2 separate regions of the Rattus norvegicus genome follow, and region 2 is linked to region 1. A link is a contact called in public Hi-C data. All regions are on one chromosome and are shown on one strand. The core of a region is the stretch at or near the end of the contact, and the rest is flanking DNA. Distances in the headings are between cores, read along the strand shown. Region 1 has its middle 18 kb from the start of Rab4a. Region 2 holds the start of Abcb10 (ATP binding cassette subfamily B member 10).

Region 1 (2,588 bases), core at 26-2,525:
AGAGTAGTGACTTGAATCAGCCTAGAGAGCATCCCAACCAGGCTGAGGCAAGAGGCTCATTTAGAGGTCAAGACAACCTAGGCTACAGGGTGAGTAAGACTGTGTCAAAATCAAAAGGAAAGGGAGAAGGGGAAAAGGAAGTGAGGGAGAAGGGAGTGAGGGAGAAGGGAGGGAGAGAGAAGGAAGTGAGGGGAAGGGAGTGAGGGGGAGGGAAGAGAGGGGGAGGGGAATGAGGGGAAGGGAGAGGGAAAGCTTGGAAGAAGCTCACCGGTAAAGTACTTGCCTAATGTGCATGAGGCCCTGGGTCCACAGGAAGAAGGACCACCCTTGGTGCAAGGAAGACAGGGAGGGGGGAGGGAGGGAGGGAGGGAGGGAGGGAGGGAGGGAGGGAGGGAGGGAAGGAGATCAGGAGGAAAAGAAGGGAGAGAAAAGAAGGAAAAGGAAGAGGAGGAAAGAAGGTAGAGAAGGAATGAGGGAGGGAGAGAAACATTGAAAGTAGAAAACTATAAGGCTTAGAAATAAAATAGCTGGCAAAGAAGCTCCGAAACCTCATCCTGTCACTAAAGCCTTGAAGCCAGCGCCCGCTCCGGACAGAGTAATCCAGAACCACTCCAGACCCACCACCATCCTCTCTAATGAGGTCTGTTCCCACCGAACCCTGCTGGTCTCGTGTCCCAGGCCTCTGTGTCCTCTACCCCATCCTTACCCATCAGATCAACCCTCGAACACTGATGCCAAGGGGAGGAAACAGAAGGCCACACTCCCCAAAGCTGGTTACCGTGAGAAGCATGGGCCCTCAGGTGGCTGTAGTCAGGGGAAGAAGAAACAAGATAGAGAAATGGGGGGAACGGACAGGAAATAGGACAGAGAAATGGGGGGAATGGACAGGAAATAGGACAGAGAAATGGGGGGAGCAGGAAAAGGACAGAGTGGGGTTGGGGATTTAGCTCAGTGGTAGAGCGCTTGCCTAGCAAGCACAAGGCCCTGGGTTCGGTCCCCAGCTCCGAAAAAAAAGAAAAAAGAAAAAAAGAAAAAAAAAGAAAAGGACAGAGAAATGGGGGGAACGGACAGGAAATAGGACAGAGAAATGGGGGGAGCAGACAGAAAATAGGAGCACAAGCAGCAAGGAACTGAAGACGACTTTAGGAAGCAAGTGACCTGGAAGACGACTTCGGGAGACTCTCTTTTAAGCAGAGCTTCTCAATGCGCAGGCTCCATCAGCCTCAAACAGTGTCTGGAGCTTTGGGATTGCCCTGGAAGTCAGCTCTGAGTTACCTCAGGCTTTTCACACAGACACCTCAGGGGCCTGAGCCTGCTCTGCCTTTCCATTTCTTCTCTGAGGATGTAACCAGTTATCTTGACACGGGAGACCAGACACGCACTCTACAGGTGAACGCAAAGTTAGAAGGCGGTAGCTGGCTAGTGGAGGTGCTGCTGCTTCTGGGGATGGTAGTGGCTGGGAGGATGATGGGGGGGTGGTAGTGGTTGGAGGTGGTCATGGTGGGGAAGGTGAAGATGAAGCAGAAATGATGGGGGTGGCAACATTGACAGAGGTAAGGGAGGAGATACTGGAAGAAAAGTGCAAATTGCAAATGGCTTGACAGCCCACAGCTGTAATCCCCAAAACAAATAAAATAACAGAGAGAAAGAGCGATCCAAGAGAGTAGAAAATATATAGGCTTCTCTAAGATCTAAAACCGCCATTCAAAGGCTCACTCTGAGGCTGGACCAGCACAAGACCAGCGCACCTGGCATGTCCCAGGCGATTTCCTAACAACCCCAAAACACAGAGGAATCTTAAAGGCGGCCTGAGGTAAAACAGCTTGTGCAGGGTTCACAGTTGGCACAGTTGCAGTTGCCGCTCCAACAGAAGCCACGGACACCAGCAGGCATCACGGGAAGAGGAAAAACCTGCTGACCTAGAATCTCACGCCAACAAATCACATCTGTCAAAGCCGAGAGAGAAACAAGGTTTTCAAACGAGCAAGAGCTAAGACTTGTGCCGTGGGCATCCGTGTTCCTCGGAATGTCTTCAGGAGGGAGGGCAGGTGTGGGAACGTGGGGATGGGTTGTTAAAGGCCTGTGCTTCAGAGGTGACTCTTTAAAAGCAGGGGTGAGTCGCCTGTTTCCCAATTTTGGACACAGAAAGCTGTGTTTGTCACCTCAGTGTTCCCGTGACAGAAGTAATTGCCACATGGACTCTGTGACCCTCAAGGTCTGGAATTGTACAGGACTCGTGGCACTGCTGGTCTAAATCAAACTGTGGGGCTTACGCTGTACACAGCCTACGTCTTCCTGGCCTCAAAGCCTGCCTCTCCCTCCCAAGGACTGGATGTGTATGCGCCTTCACACCTAGTCTATGTGGGACGGGACCAATGGCTCTGTCCACACTAGGCAGGCATTCTACCAATGGATGGGCAGCCAGGGCCCAGGAAGAGAAACTTTATTCCAGGTCATGTTTCTGCAGTGAAGTTTGGGATACATTCACTTAAAATAAGAGCTGCCTGGGTCAGCAAAGTTCTGGGAGCTTTGTTTATCTGTTTAAAATAGAACAAGGAGCCCAGTGAGGTGGTCCAGTCTAGTCAGTG
Region 2 (2,588 bases), core at 41-2,540, 210 kb after region 1:
TGCCAGACATGGGGGAGTTACAGAATACTGTCATTTAGACCCAATCAATTCTGATTTCTTTTTAAAAGCCATTTGTCGATCCGGGTGAGTTTCTGTCTAGTTTCTTTATGCCGTGGCTAATGCCTGGTCCTGACCAAGCCATTTAGGGAGGTGACAGCCAGCACGAAGTTCACAGTGCTCAACTTCATCCTGTTAATTTTTGGTGGTTGCCTTGATACTGTGTAACCCTAGCGATTTTTTTTTTGGTTTTTTTTTGTTTGTTTGTTTGTTTTTCTTTTCTTTTTTTTCGGACCTGGGGACTGAACCCAGGGCCTTGCGCTTGCTAGGCAAGCGCTCTACCACTGAGCTAAATCCCCAACCCTCCTAGCGATGTTATTATTATTATTATTATTATTATTATTATTATTGTTGTTGTTGTTGTTGTTGTTGTTATGCTAGGCAAGCGCTCTACCACTGAGCTAAATCCCCAACCCTCCAAGCGATGTTTTTATTATTATTATTTTCATCATCATCATCATCATCATCATTTTAAATGTATAATATAAAGTAGGCATGGGTTTTGTCAAAACTTGTGGTGTTTTTTTCCTTAAAGGAGGAAACGCTAGCTTATTCAGAGAATGCACCAAAGCAGTCGCTGACAACAATTTTAATATTCTGGTAACAGGCTCTACAGATGGAGAGCGTCAGCCAGCTGGGAAAAGGCATCCATAGCCTTCCAACAGGTGTCAGCAGACCTGATCGCCCTTGTCAAGGCCGAGCCCAGGCCGGGGCCCACCGGCCGCCCACTGGTCTCCCCCAGGGTTCCTACCTGACAGTCTCCCGCGCTCCGGGCGCACCAACCCCAGGAGCTTCCACACTTCTGAGCGCCCGGTCGTCGCGGGCCGCCGCTGCGAGTCGTTCCCAAGGTCTCGCACACCGGTGGCCGCTGCTCCCTGGAGCCTGGCGAACAGGGGATGCGCGGCGCGGGGTCCTGCCAGCACCCAACACCTGCGGATCCCCGAGGAGGTGGCCCACCGTCCCACGCCGCCAGGCAGCCCCGAAAGGGGCACGGGAAAGCGGAGGCCCGGGCTCGGCTCGTGGATCAGAGAGGTCCACGCGCGTACGAGCGGAGTCCACTCAGAAGCCAACCATGTCCGAGAGGAGACGGCCGGGGCCCAAGCTCGCACAGCAGGGCCCCGGCGCGGAAACAGCAGCAGCGCCCTGGCAGGAGGGGCGCGCATGGCGCTGCGTCTGCCCCGACAGTCTCACCAGCCGGCCGGGCCGCAGGACCCGGGACCCTCCCGGCCCGGCCCGAGCACGGGGCGGGGACGCAGCAGCGGCCCGCCCCTCCTGCCCCATCGGGCGGGCGCCCGGGCCGCGCCTTCCGCCTCGCAGGGTCCACCCCTGGGCGGCGACCAGCCGGTAGCTCCCCAGCAATGCCTTGTCTAGGCTGCAGTCGCCAGCGCCTGCGCCCGCGAGCCGCACGCGGAAGCTTTTTCGCGCTCCTGCGCCCTCCGCGGCTTGTGAACCTGGGAGCGTCCGAGCCCTTTCTGTCGCCGGCCACTGCCGAAGTGCGCACGCGCGGCACTCTGGTCGCAGATTATGGACCGCGCTTGAGACCTTTGGGTACCTCTGCCTTGGATACGGTCGGCGGACCAAGGAGACCAAGGCTTTTTATAGGACTGTGCAATGTAGGAGCTGCTGCAGAGGCCGGGAGAGTAGAAGTGGCCCCTCGAGCAGCACGGCGGGCCGTGGGTATCCTATGGAGGCCTGGAGTGAGGAAGGGGGAGAGTTTGTGGACTCCTAGATAGTTCGCTCGACCAGAACGAAATGCAATGGAGCCACTGGAGTTCAGCCGGGCACACGCTTTTAATCACAGCACTTGAGAAGCAGAGACAGGAGATCTCTGAGTTCGAGGCCAGCGTGGGCTGCATAGTGAGCCCCTGTCTTTAAAAAAGGGGAAAGGGAGAGTCGCAAAACAACCTCAACATCAATCAGTATTTTAGTTCAATATATTCCTGAAACCCAGCACGAATGGAAAAAACTCTTAAGGAACAAAACATCAGACTTTCAAACGCATAAGTCTCCGAATTTGCAGGATTCTTCCTCTTTTTACCCCAGTCCCAACCCTGGAAAAGTCATTTATTAAAATAGGAAGTGGGAGGGTAATACAGCCTTCACTTCATGAGTACCGGGTCACTTAAGTTCAGAAAAAAAAGAGACAAGAAAAAACAAAACCAACCAGTAAGCAGTTGTAGTTTATGTTTTTTATTTTGTTTTGTTTTCCTCTCTTAGAAAATTCCCCATGTTTGGCCCAGACATTGAGCACCCCTTTAATCCAAGCACCCAGGAAGGAGAGGCAGGTAGAATGGAACTCTTTGAATTTCAGCCCAGCCTAGTCTACATAGAGAGTCCCAGGATAGCCAGGACTACATTAAAAAACAAAGTCTCAAAAATAATAAGAATATAAGAATTTTCCATATTTGTCTGGATCCTGAGACTTCAGCATCTTTGTATGTTTTCACACTCAGACAAGGGCCTCACCTGCATGTCAAGTTCCGAGGTGGAGAGGTGAGCATCACCACGAGAACAGGTTGGAGCAGTGGGAA

What was found. A called contact is a pair of places that touch in the nucleus more often than the background predicts.
Region 2: a Hi-C map of frontal cortex shows a contact between it and region 1, with 5 times the contacts expected there. The contact joins the promoter of Abcb10 here to the enhancer-like site in region 1. A contact is called at or near these places in 4 of 12 Hi-C or Micro-C datasets (frontal cortex, kidney and liver).

The regions. Positions count from the first base shown.
Region 1 is chr19:68,673,441-68,676,028 of GRCr8, forward strand. No RefSeq gene overlaps it. Among named protein-coding and RNA genes, the nearest start is that of Rab4a, 18 kb to the right of the region's middle. Within about 2 kb of position 1,276, at least 27 of the 93 cell types and tissues checked have an H3K27ac peak or open chromatin away from gene starts, as enhancers often do.
Region 2 is chr19:68,878,913-68,881,500 of GRCr8, forward strand. Abcb10 (ATP binding cassette subfamily B member 10) reads right to left here and starts at 1,291. Exons shown (of 13, transcript NM_001012166.1): 1 at 809-1,291. The coding sequence starts at 1,220.